4 separate regions of the Mus musculus genome follow, and regions 2, 3 and 4 are each linked to region 1. Evidence: chromatin contacts called from public HiChIP or PLAC-seq and promoter capture Hi-C data. All regions are on one chromosome and are shown on one strand. Each heading gives the region's core, a stretch centred on a gene start, on an enhancer-like site or on the middle of the called end of the contact. The rest is flanking DNA. Distances are from core to core; before and after follow the strand shown. Region 1 holds the start of Bace2 (beta-site APP-cleaving enzyme 2). Region 2 holds the start of Ripk4 (receptor-interacting serine-threonine kinase 4). Region 3 overlaps Gm41512 (a long non-coding RNA gene). Region 4 holds the start of Prdm15 (PR domain containing 15).

Evidence for each region. HiChIP or PLAC-seq counts read pairs in DNA pulled down with a chosen protein or histone mark. Capture Hi-C pulls out chosen DNA fragments and counts their contacts.
Region 2: a contact with region 1 is called in an HNF4G HiChIP or PLAC-seq map of pancreatic cancer cells. The contact joins the promoter of Ripk4 here to the promoter of Bace2 in region 1. A contact is called at or near these places in 8 of 39 promoter capture datasets (the 3T3-L1 cell line, cranial neural crest, frontonasal cranial neural crest and 5 more), 2 of 115 datasets of contacts at active chromatin or transcription factors (embryonic stem cells and pancreatic cancer cells) and 1 of 9 other capture datasets (embryonic stem cells).
Region 3: a FOXA1 HiChIP or PLAC-seq map of pancreatic cancer cells shows a contact between it and region 1. The contact joins the enhancer-like site here to the promoter of Bace2 in region 1. A contact is called at or near these places in 9 of 39 promoter capture datasets (the 3T3-L1 cell line, HPC-7-derived erythroid cells, cranial neural crest and 5 more), 1 of 115 datasets of contacts at active chromatin or transcription factors (pancreatic cancer cells) and 2 of 9 other capture datasets (embryonic stem cells and liver).
Region 4: a promoter capture Hi-C map of adipose tissue shows a contact between it and region 1. The contact joins the promoter of Prdm15 here to the promoter of Bace2 in region 1. A contact is called at or near these places in 2 of 39 promoter capture datasets (embryonic stem cells and stem cell-derived epiblast-like cells), 1 of 115 datasets of contacts at active chromatin or transcription factors (extraembryonic endoderm stem cells) and 1 of 9 other capture datasets (adipose tissue).

The regions. Positions count from the first base shown.
Region 1 is chr16:97,355,401-97,358,115 of GRCm38.p6, reverse strand. It overlaps Bace2 (beta-site APP-cleaving enzyme 2), which reads right to left and starts at 1,388. Exons shown (of 9, transcript NM_019517.5): 1 at 1,015-1,388. The coding sequence starts at 1,314.
Region 2 is chr16:97,762,445-97,765,144 of GRCm38.p6, reverse strand. It overlaps Ripk4 (receptor-interacting serine-threonine kinase 4), which reads left to right and starts at 1,366. Exons shown (of 8, transcript NM_023663.7): 1 at 1,366-1,617. The coding sequence starts at 1,436.
Region 3 is chr16:97,664,094-97,667,022 of GRCm38.p6, reverse strand. It overlaps Gm41512 (a long non-coding RNA gene), which reads left to right. Exons shown (of 3, transcript XR_876311.2): 2 at 1-67; 3 at 918-2,929. Among named protein-coding and RNA genes, the nearest start is that of Gm41512, 5.1 kb to the left of the region's middle. Within about 2 kb of position 1,277, at least 46 of the 459 cell types and tissues checked have an H3K27ac peak or open chromatin away from gene starts, as enhancers often do. A contact at or near this core is called in pancreatic cancer cells, where this site is marked.
Region 4 is chr16:97,849,609-97,852,552 of GRCm38.p6, reverse strand. Prdm15 (PR domain containing 15) reads left to right here and starts at 1,326. Exons shown (of 24, transcript NM_144789.2): 1 at 1,326-1,502. The coding sequence starts at 1,434.

The DNA.
Region 1 (2,715 bases), core at 139-2,638:
AGTTACTCTGCAGTTTCTCTTTTTAAAAATTAGCATGGCTCATCCTCTTAAAGTCTTGAATAATTTAATTAGAATTATACAAAAGTCATGAGCATGTTCTATTTATGGGTAATCACATCAGCATGACAACCCCCAACGACGATGTTAAAAATAAAGTGTCTTCATACGGTGCGTTCAACTTATGAGACAACTTGAATTCGAATTGGAGAGGGTCGGATCACTTCTGTGAGGCTTTTGTTTCCCTTGCCAGATTCCGTGCTTGGGAGCCGGTGTTCCCTGTCACTCGAAGTGTTAAATGAACATCGGCACAAGGCGGGGAAGAAAGCTGTTTGGACTGCGTTTGTTTTATCTTTGACTCGCTACGCGCTTGGTGTTCCCCAGCAGCTAATGGCATTCACATTCTCCAACCCCCGCAGGATGCATGCCTTGGCGGGTGCACGGCTCCCAGAGGCTGGGCAGCCGGACAGCTATGAGGAAGCCAGCAAACAAACTCCGAGGAAGGAAGACGGCTGGCTCTGCCCTGCAAAGAGACACTTTGGAACCGGGTGTCTTTTAGCTGAGCTCATGGAGAAATCTCTTTTAAAGGGTACTGCGCCTTGGATGCTGTCCAAGAGTCTTTTTAGCAATGAGACAGCATAGAGATGGTATCAACTCCAGTGATTTCCCTGCACCTAACAGCACCTTTTTCCAAGACCCCACCCACCACCCACTCAGTAGGTACCGCTCTTGCTGGAAGGAGGCGTCGCTCCTGGGCCCGAAGCATGTTACAGGTTCCTTCAGCTGTCAAGCTCCACGGGGTGGGGGAGGGCCACCAAGTTCTGAAACATTTGCTCACACCCCCTGAGCTGTGCTCCGGCAGAGGCTGCGCTCCCTGGTGCGTCCCTAGCGCGCGCCTCCACTCCTCACCCAACCCATGCATCTCCCTGACCCTTCTTCCCAGTGAAAGCTACTGCCTTAGGGACGGCATTAAATCGCGTGGAGTCAATTCACAGAAACTACCGCCCCCAACCCTACCTTCTGCGGAGGGGTCCCGATCAGCATCTCTAGGTAGTAGCCGCGGCCAGAGTCCCCCTGAAGGTTGTCCACCATAGCCAAGAAGTTGGCAGTAGCCCTGACAGGCTCCAGTGCGAGGGCCAGACCATCGGCCCGGGGCAACTCGGGGGTCCCGAGTCCGGGAACAGCCGAGGCTCTGTGGTTCGTGGCCCGGGCCACTTGGAGGGGCAGCGTGAAGGGCGCGGGGGCCAGCGCGGGGACCGCACTCAAGAGCCACTGCGCCAGCACCGGGAGCAAGAGTGCTCGAAGCAGCGCGCCCATCCCCGCAGCGGGGGCTCGGCGAGTCTGCGAGCGCGGTTCTGCGGTCCTTAGCCGGCCGGGGCGGGGCGGACAGGGAGGAGGCTGGAGAAGGCGGTGCAGAGTTGAACAAGTTCTCAGTCGCTGCCCCCTCTGGCGGCCGCCTCCCCGCAGGCCCTGCCCCTCCTCCGTGGCCAAGGTCAAGGATGGGCGCGGGTCGCGCCTCTTCCCCGGGAAACTGGAGTGCAAAATTTCCCCGGAACGTGCCCGGGAGGCCACGGCTAACGGATATGACGAGGCTCAGCTTAGAGCTGCTGGAAAGTTTCGGGAACCCTTAAAGGGGCAGCTAAAGCGCAAACTGGCTTTCTGGTCCTGCGCTCAAGGAACCCCCGGGGGTCCACTGTCCCTGCAGAGGCAGAAGTGCCCTTAGGACTTAAGGCTCAGAGCGCGGGGCAGGCAACTGTGAAAGAGTGCACCTCTCCGCTTGCCAAGCGCACTCCAACAGGGTCTGGCTGCCTCTCGGAGCTTCTCCCACGCGTGGTTCTCCCCTTCCAGCTCCTTAGGAGTTAGCTGGTTCTCTGAGAAAGGATTTGAAGTATGAATGGAGGCTGGGGGCGCTGAGAGCCCCAGGGATAGGGGAAGCAGGTGAGCAGATTTTGAATTTCTGAGAAGGGATCTGGGTTATTGCTCCTTCCTGCTTACCCTCCCCTGAACCCAAAACCACAGCTTGAGGAGGTAGATTTGGGCCTGGTCTTCCTGGCTTTCCTCTTGTCCTTAATGCAGATCCAATTCCGCTAGGAGCTGAGCTCAATCTCCCAGGGATTCAGTCAGTCCACCAAGATAGTGAATTACTATCAGGGTCCCAAATGAGGCTGCCATCCAGCCTTCCCCCTCTTTCATCCTCCCACCAGCTCTCCGCAGATTATCTAATTAATACTTGTTTAGCCAGACACCGAAGCCGCAGAAATGCATTCAGAGGGCTATTTTATTTCAGGTACTGAACGCAGGGGGGACAATTACAGCAGCTAAACTCATCGATTTTTTGCTGAATCAAGGAATAGGAGAAATCTTTGTGTCTCCTCCAGCTGAATTATGTTGGCTTTTTTTTTTTTTAAAAAAAACAAACAAGACCATCTTCAAACAATGGAAAGTAGAAATCAAGCGTCCCTAATCCTTAACCGGAACTTCCAGATACAAGTGTCCATGCTTGTTCCCTCCTTTCCAATGTCAGAATCCTTTCTTGCTCTACCAGGGACCTTTCTGTCCCAGATCTTCAGCTGTTCTACTTTCTAAATGGTTTTGGTTACAGGTTGCACTTTTCCCCCCTCTTAACTCTATCCAAGCTTCAAGGAATCCCCAGTCACACGAAGGCAGGCCTGATTGAATTCCAGGATAGAACCTAAATTGTTATTGCCCATAAATCTG
Region 2 (2,700 bases), core at 117-2,616, 410 kb before region 1:
TTTTTTTCCTTACCAAAATAATGACTATGTTGACTTTCAAGTTATTTTTATTCATTGAAAAGCCCCAATTATTCTTAAAGGGTTAGCTTATTCATTAGGTATATTCACTACAGATGAATTTAAAATAGCTATCTGCTGCCTTGGACTCAGAAATTGTGTGGAAAAGGAAGGTAGTGCCTATGGCTCCCAGGAGACTCTCCCACCCCCACCCCCACCTCCAAGCATGTAGGGCTGGGATTGTGGGCCCCTCCACTGGGAAGCCAGCTGGGGGATGAGGCTCAGGAGAGAAGACTCAGTTGCTAGGTGTGACTTGAAATCTACCTCTCAGGAGAGAGGTTCTCTAGAATTACTGTCCTCACAACGTCCCCTCCTCTTCTCCCATCATGCCCAGTTTTCATATGCCTTGGTAAGGAATAGCTCACTTTTAATAAAAGCACAGCGGGCACAAATGTTTTTTGAAGGTAGAGACCTAACCAGCAGGCATTTCCACCTCTGACCAGGCTACCTTCCCAAAGCTGAATTTTCTCAAAGATGAACAGGTTGATTATCCTTCCTTTTCCAGCCATCTGTTTACCTTTAAAAGGTCACTGTTTTCCATAATGAAGGGATATTTGTTTGTTTGTTTAAAACAAGACCTCCCTCTGAAGCCTAGGCTGATCTCAAACTTGAGGTGATGCCCCTGCCTCAGTCTCCTCAGAACTGTGATTTACAGGCTTGAACTATAGGGTAGGGGCGATTGAATTTTAAAGAACCAGTTACCTCCTATGAAGAATTCGGTAAAAAAACAAAAACAAAAACAAAAAACAAACCAAGACGCAAGGGGAGTGGAAAACCAGTCCTAAAGGTTGGATACTATATAACTCTAATATAAACAAATGTTTTCGGGGGAGGGCGGAGGGAGAGAAAAAAAGATTAGCGATCGCCAGGGCCTAAGAGTGCAAGTTACAAAAGCCTCCCAGGAGGGCACAGAATGTTCTGTTTCTCCACTGGCATCGGGTACATGAACTGACCCAGACGATAACATTGTGTAGGATTTAACGTTTGCAAACGAAGATGCGCATAACCCGGGAAACCTGAGCAAGCCTGGCGATCAGATCTAAGTCCACGTCTCAGTTGGAAACTATACTTTGTTGTGTTTTGCAGAGTGGCAGCACTGTGAGAAGTGAACTAGGTACGAACTACAACTACAGTGAGAAGTTGGCCAGCCACAGCGCACGCCCCTAGGAGCGCAGGGATTCCACCGATCCCTGGTGGGACCGCAACACCCGGCGCTAGACTCTCACCGGCAGCCGCTCCCTTGAGGGCGTCGGGGGTGGGCCCAGGGGACTGGCGGGGCGGGATGGGGCTAGCGTCGGAAGTGACGTCAGCGGGCGGGGCATGCACCTGAGCACCTGGGCGGACACGGTTGAGCCAGGCTGCTTGCGATACGCACGCGATGGAGGGCGAGGGCCGGGGCCGGTGGGCTCTGGGGCTGCTGCGCACCTTCGACGCCGGCGAATTCGCAGGCTGGGAGAAGGTGGGCTCGGGCGGCTTCGGGCAGGTGTACAAGGTGCGCCATGTGCACTGGAAGACGTGGCTCGCGATCAAGTGCTCGCCCAGTCTGCACGTCGACGACAGGTCAGCTCCCGGGCGGGGCCGGGTGGGATGGGGGCTGCGTGCTACGTGAAGCGCCGCGGAAGAGAGTTTGCGCCACTCAGGCCACCGGTCCCTCGCAGCTCCAGTGCTTCTGGGATTCGGAGCTGGCGGGGAGCGATGGCCCTGAGCCCTGTGAGGTGCGTCGGGCTCGTCCGGGACCCACCAAATGCTGCGGTCCGCGCCGGGCTTAGAGAAATTGCCGTGTGGGCCTCTGCGCTTTGTGAACGAGTTAGATTCAGTTCCACTTAGTAATTTTCGTCGGAGCACAAATTGGTGTAAGACCGTAATTATTTCGTTCGGAAGCACCGGCTGTGTTCCGGCGAGGCGTCCGCGGCGCACAGCCGCTTACAGGGCTCCGGGTCTCGCTTAGGTCTGAGATCTGGTTATGCCACAGCTTTTTCCCGCACACTTTCGTTTTAAAGGACTTAAGGTAGGAGCGAGACCCTGGGAACGTCTTTCTTTGACCCTGGGCAGGTGGCCCCGGGCACCTTGGGCCTTTCTTTGTCCCTCCTAGCGGATTATTCCAGCGATAGGAAAGGACTCAGAGAGGTCCCTGGTAAACTCTTTGGCGATTGTGGTTTGTGAGTAAATTTGGAGGCGAGGTGCGGAGCAGTTATTCAAAAACATTTTCCTCAGGTTTCACTGTTTAGGTTTGGTAGTAATAGGTTATGTATGAGCCTCAGAACGGCAGACTTAAATGACTTCCTCTCAAACCAAGCCGACATGGTGGTGGTGTTTGCGTTTTACCCAGAGAAAGAAAGCTCTTAAATTCCATTGAGCTGTCTGCAGGACCAGCCTTAAGTCACGGAAACTCTGAACTCCAACATTACTTTGGAGTAGTGACTATGGCTGCCTGGGTGACAATAAGAGGGATGGTTTGAGTTCTCTCTTTATGCCTCATCTCTAGCCTGGAAACTGTCAGAGCTATCGGGTGTTTGTGTTTGTTTGCTTGCTTGCCTTCTGCTATCACCCAGTTTTTCTTAGAAACTGGTACGGTGGGAACTAGTGTCTAAAATCACTACCAGCTCATCATGCTGTGTAAACCCTCCTAGACTCCAGTTCTGG
Region 3 (2,929 bases), core at 28-2,527, 310 kb before region 1:
GATAGAATGTAGGCCAGAGGGAGAGAATACATAAGGTTTGCTGACTAAATACATCCTGTATGGACAGGTAGGCACCTCAGAGAGCATAAGGAGGGATTGAGTGTGGCCAGAATGGACATTCACTGTGGATTTGTCTGAAGAACGGGGGAACCAAAGTGGGTTGAGCTACTAGATAAATGTGAATTTTCTCAGTCATTGACAGGGCATGTGGGCAGCTGGGTAGCAGTCTCAAGTGATGACAAGGAAGGCCTGCTTTGTTGGAGTCTGGAGATGAAGGAGGCAGCATTTGAGAACCGGCAATGCTCCCCTCTATATGGCCATGAATGGGACCCGGGAATGAAACCTTAGCTGGGCAGGTGCCAAATCTGTTCCAAGAGCCTGATGGTCACCTGCAGCAAGAAGAGGGCAAGGAACAACCACGGGAGTGTGTGTGTGTGTGTGGGGGGGGGGCAGGGCTCAGTTCCTGCGATGCAATGTGAGGTGCTGTCTGGATCCTTACAGGAAATGTTCAGTAGACACAGAGTTCAGGAGTGAGGTCTGGGTAGGACAGAAGCTGCAAGTTCGCTTCTTCTAGGTGACTAAATATGGCCTCTGCTTCCAGCCTCCACCTCCTTGATGTCAGTCGTGGCTGGTCACACCATCAAGTTCACTTTAAGTTCCCTTCTCTTCCTTTCTCTGCTCCTGCAGGGGCCTGCAATGCTGGTGCTAGCTCAATAAAAGCTGTAGGCATCCACCTTCCACTACACAGCTGTGTTTTCTTACAGTGGTGGAGGTGGGAAGCCTGAGACCAAAGGTGGCTTTGCCTCCTGTCCCTTTCTCACCTCTGTATTGCTTGTGGTGTCCTTGGCTTGGAGTAATATCATCCTAGTCTCCGCTTATATCTGCACATAGCCTCCTCCATGATTTCTGTCTCGTAGGACCTGCCTCACTTCTGCCTGACCTCATCTAATATCAACTGACTCCTTCCTATTTCCAAACGAGGTCACCTCCACAGGCACAGGGATTTAGGACTTCAACTGTAAGCCTGAACTGTAGGACAAGAGCAGTAACTACCCCTCTGCCTCTGTGTAGACATTTACTGGATCAAGAATGTTTCTGCAGGGAAAGGTAAGTCATTCCTGAGAACCCAGCCTTGGACTGCTCAGGGGGATAGCTGTCTTCCTTTACCAGAGATAGCAAAAAACCCCAGGTCTCTCTACACATACACTGTGGGACCTAGGCTGCTTGCTTTGGCTCAGCACTGCTAGTTCACCAAGGAGTCTGCTGCTGTCTGGCCTGGGGCCACCATTCCACACTGGGGAGGGACTGAGCTGGGTGCACAGGAGTAGGGTGGGGTAGGGTGTGGTGTGGTGTGGTATGTCTCCGCAGAGGTCATGAACCCAACTCAACCTTTTAGCTGTGAACCTTTTAATAACCCTGCAGCCTCAACTGTAAGAAGGGGCCATTTGACACTCTTCTCCAGGGCCATAGAGGGTTAAGTGACACTGGTCTGGTACTCAAGAAGAAACACACAACTTTATGTTATTCTTGGCTTGGCTTTGGTCCTCATTTGCAACTTTAGTAGCATCACCTTTGGGATTCTTTCCAGGTTTTTGCAGCTACTTGTCACCTGCCTAAGCAGTTATTCAGCCTCTCTGAACCAAAACACACAGTTTGCCTTGAATTCCCAGGGAGTTCCCCAGGGAGCACCCCAGTCCCCAATGCACAGGGTAGACAGGGGTGCCTGGACAATGTCATGATGTCCCCTTCTGGGTTCAATGGATGAGCTTTGCTGTCAATACTTCTGAGTATGAAATTAGCATGTCATTGCATCACTACCAAAAGAGTCTAGACTTTTCCTTTCAGGTATCAGGACCATGGTAGGAAGAGAGGAAGGAGAAAGATGGCTTAAGCTACCTGGTTAGGGAGCTTAGGGAAGATTGTGAATACTGGACCAGGTATTCACTTCCTCTGCCACTTCAGTCCCCAGGTAAGGTCTGAAAGCCCCATGCCAGGGGCTGGCACCCCAGTGAGCTGCTTTAGGAAAGGGCAGATGTTCCCATCTCCAAACCACTATCAGCGCCAGAACTTACTGGCTTGGGGGCTGTCGGTCATCGTGTTTCATCACAATAGTAATCCTAAGAAAAGTCTTCTTACATGGATTATTTCATGGACCACAGGGTTCTTTCTATTTTAAAGCAAATGTGTAACACATCTCCATACTCCATGGTCTTCAAGGATGAGATAGAAGTCTTTGAAGACATTTTAAACCTTGAGGAGGCAGCTCAGGAACACAGATGCTGAGTGTGTGACCGGCTTCAGGTAGTGCTTGCTCCAGTAGCAGAGTGCTGCAGGTAAGTCTGCTTGGTATAGTGGCCAGCACTCTGCTCAGATCCAGAGATACCCAGTGGATGACTAAGGCAGAGCTGAGGTATAAACCCGGAAACACTCCTTATGCTTGTTTTCTCTGTTTATTTGTCAGATGTTCAGATAGCTACCATAACCCATGCCCTAAAGGCTTGCCTGGTCTCATACCAGCTGGATAAGATGAAATGCCAAACCTACAACCTAGCTGCCAGCACCAAGCCCTCATATGCTGGCTCACCCATACAGGGAGACTATAGCTCCATCTTTGCTCAGCTCCTCTTCTTGCCCAAGATCCTGTCTATTATGTCAGATGGAACATACCCTACGTAGCTGTCTTTTTATGGATGGAGCAAGGAGACAAGCCATACAGAAGCAGTGCAGCCTGGCTCAATTAACTGGAGTGAGAGATTCATAGAAACTGACCATTGTAGGCTCCAGGCACTAGCCATCCAGAGGGACCTGGTCCATACATTGATGAACTCTTGAGACGCTGTGCCTGGATCTAGCTCTTTAGGTGCTGAGTGTGGGGAAGGTCCATGGGACACAGGTATTCGGGCATTGAGTGTGGGGAAGTCTCATAGAA
Region 4 (2,944 bases), core at 77-2,576, 490 kb before region 1:
GATGGGGTGTGTACCTGTTTTAAAGGTGTGTCGTCCCCCCCCCCTCCCCCGAGGACAGGGTTTCTCTGTATAGCACTGGCTGTCCTGGAACTCACTTTGTAGACCAGACTGGCCTCGAACTCAGAAATCCACCTGCCTCTGCCTCCCAAGTGCTGGTGTTAAAGGCGTGTGCCACCACCGCCCGGGCTTAAAGGTGTCTTGAAGGGCAAAGATGTCCTTGTCTGCTCAGTTCACTACACTGCCTGCCTCATTCACACACACACAGCTCTAACCTTAACTCCTCGGTTCACATACCATCTGGCCACCTCTCATGGATCACACAGCCTCTCTCCCCAGCTTTTTTGTTCACTCAGTCCCTTACCCTGAATCCTCACAGCCCGCTTCACCAGGCCTCCATATAGTCTCTCTCCTGTTCCCCATCCACATTGACAGTTACCCGCTCCCCATTCAGGAAGGCAACCATCCTCCATATCTGCAACCACGCATCTCTGCCCATGGGTTCCTCAATCACGCAGCCGTTTCCTGGGCTCTCTGGCTACAAAGCCCCAGCCAGTTCCCACAACACGCAGTTCTTTATCCCTGACTCCCTGTTAACACAGCCCGAAGTTCCCAGCTCCAGGTGCAAACACCCGGAGCCCTGGGCCCGCCCGTCGGCCTGCGCTGCGCACTACAACTCCCACGATGCCGCGCCACCGCCCCCCCGGCTTCCGGTGCTGCGCAGTTTCCGGAGCGGATCGCAACCCGGAGTCCGGATCCGACCCCGCTCTGCACATTCCACAGGCAGGTAAAGCCCCGGGCCCATGCTCGCCGCTGCCCCACCGCGCGCCCCTTGCTGCGGCCCGCGGCCCGCGCCTGGCCCGGGCTCGGCCTCCAGCCGCGCCCCCCACGCCCGCCCCGGTCCGGCCGCCGCGCCGCCTGTTCTTTGTTACAGTCGGGGCCGCGGGCGCCGTGGGCGATCGGAGTCAAAACCCGGCTGGAATCCGGAGCCGCTCCGGGATCGCCCTGCGCCCGCCGGGTTCCGCTGCCGCGGGCTTGGCCTCTGCCCTAAGTGCCCAGCCTGGGTTCCGAGCGCCCGGCCCCTGCCAACTGCCCTCCGCGCGCTCGGCCCACGCCAACCGGCGCCCGACCGCCCACTCGCGGGCTCGGCGCCCCCCGCCCCGGCGCGGGCTCAGGCGCTGCGCCCCTAGTGCGCCCAGGCCCAGCGGCCACCGCCAGGCCCTGCGTGGCTGCGGGCTCAAGTCTCTACAGTCCCTTCCCGGCTACCCGGCCGCCTTACCCGGTTTTCGGGCACAGCCCAGGGAGGGGCCTTCGTCTCCAGCCCCTTTGGCGTTTAAGAAAGTCCGAGGCTGTGCCGTGGCTCCCAGGCCCTGGCGCCTCACTCGTCTCTACCTTTTGGTGGCCCAGGGACCACAGTGGCAAGACAGGCTGGAGACATGTGCCCACCTACTATCTGGGAAAAGGGTGGACAGGTGGGGGCCAGGTGGAGCCTGCGTGCTCCTGAGGTGAGTTTTGAGAGGGCAGAGGTAGGACGAGAGAGGCAGTGGTGGGCGAGGGCGCGCTTATTCCCCCCCCCCCCAACACTTCATGGAATGGTGGAGGGCCTCTTCACACATGCTCATAAGCGTACCCCTCCTCCGAGGTGGTTTAAAATGGTAGAAGCTAGAATGTGAGCTGGAGACACGTGGACCTGTGCCTGAATTTAAAGCTGCCAACGCTTCTTTTAAAAAAACATATGCTAGAGCCCGTCAGAATCCTCCCATGGAGGTGCTTGTGCAGGCCACCGCTTGAGGTCCTGAAGGCAATTTTAAAAGTAAAACCTGAATTCTCCGACTTTGGGAAACCTCAGGGGTGGCAGAGACAGTACTCCCTGGAAAGTGCAGAGTAGTTGCTGAGACTTGATCGCCTATACACCCCACCCCAACCATATTTTGCTTCAAACCTACCGGCTTTCCATGTCTTACCTACTGCAGCTTCCTCCTCAGACTTGCCCTGAAATTACTGCTTTACTCTGAAATAAAACCTTTAGATCGGATTATTAAAGGGAAAAAGCACTAAGTTTTCTCCTGATGAGGTTTGTTTTTCCGTCTTTGATTCATGCTTTTCCACAAATGTCAGCAAAGAATATACTAGTTCTCTTTGGGGAACAGACAAGGTAGTTTGTTTTTCCAGAAGACAAATGGGTAGATTAAAACACCAACCACAGCTAGGTTGATGGCAAATGCTTATAATCCCAGTACTCTGGAGACTGAGCCAGAAGTCTATGTTCATGGAAGCCTGGACCATACAAAGCCAGCTACAATTACAAGGCTGTCTTAGAGAGATTACCTTTGAGAAGGACCACTGTTGCCATGGGGTGTCCTGTCATTTTTTTCCTGAAAGGTTATCTGTGCAGAAGGTAGGGAAGACATTGCTGCATTTTTCAGGTATAATAGAGCATAAAACTGGTCACCAACAGTGGCATAAAGGCTGGCCAGACTCAGATTCTCATTTGTAACATATGTCTGACACCTGTTCAGGATAACTTTCCCAGATTGTTCTACCAGGCCATTTCTGTGGTAAACGTTTGTGGACACCTTTCATACACCCAAGGGACAAAAGAAGAGGTGCAAGAGGCAGTGTAGACTATAAGTAACGGTGGTTACACAAGAGTGACAAGGACATGAAGGAAGAAGGTTGCTGGGTGTGCAGGGGTTGTTGGCACACTCTGCACTGACCTGAGCCATCTATCTAGGAAGGGTAGTTTAGTAGGAGACAGGTGCTGTGAGGAAATCTAGCCTCTAGTGGAAATCTAGTGGAAAGCAGAGTGGGCTAGTGCACAGAGGGCTGGGTGGGAACATAGTTGGGATCCCAGGCTGGGAAAGGCCAGTGAATCAGGGTGGAGAGCTTTGAACAGGACTGGCACAGGAACTGTGTCCTTAGAGTTGAGTCTGTGGGTGCTTTGGGG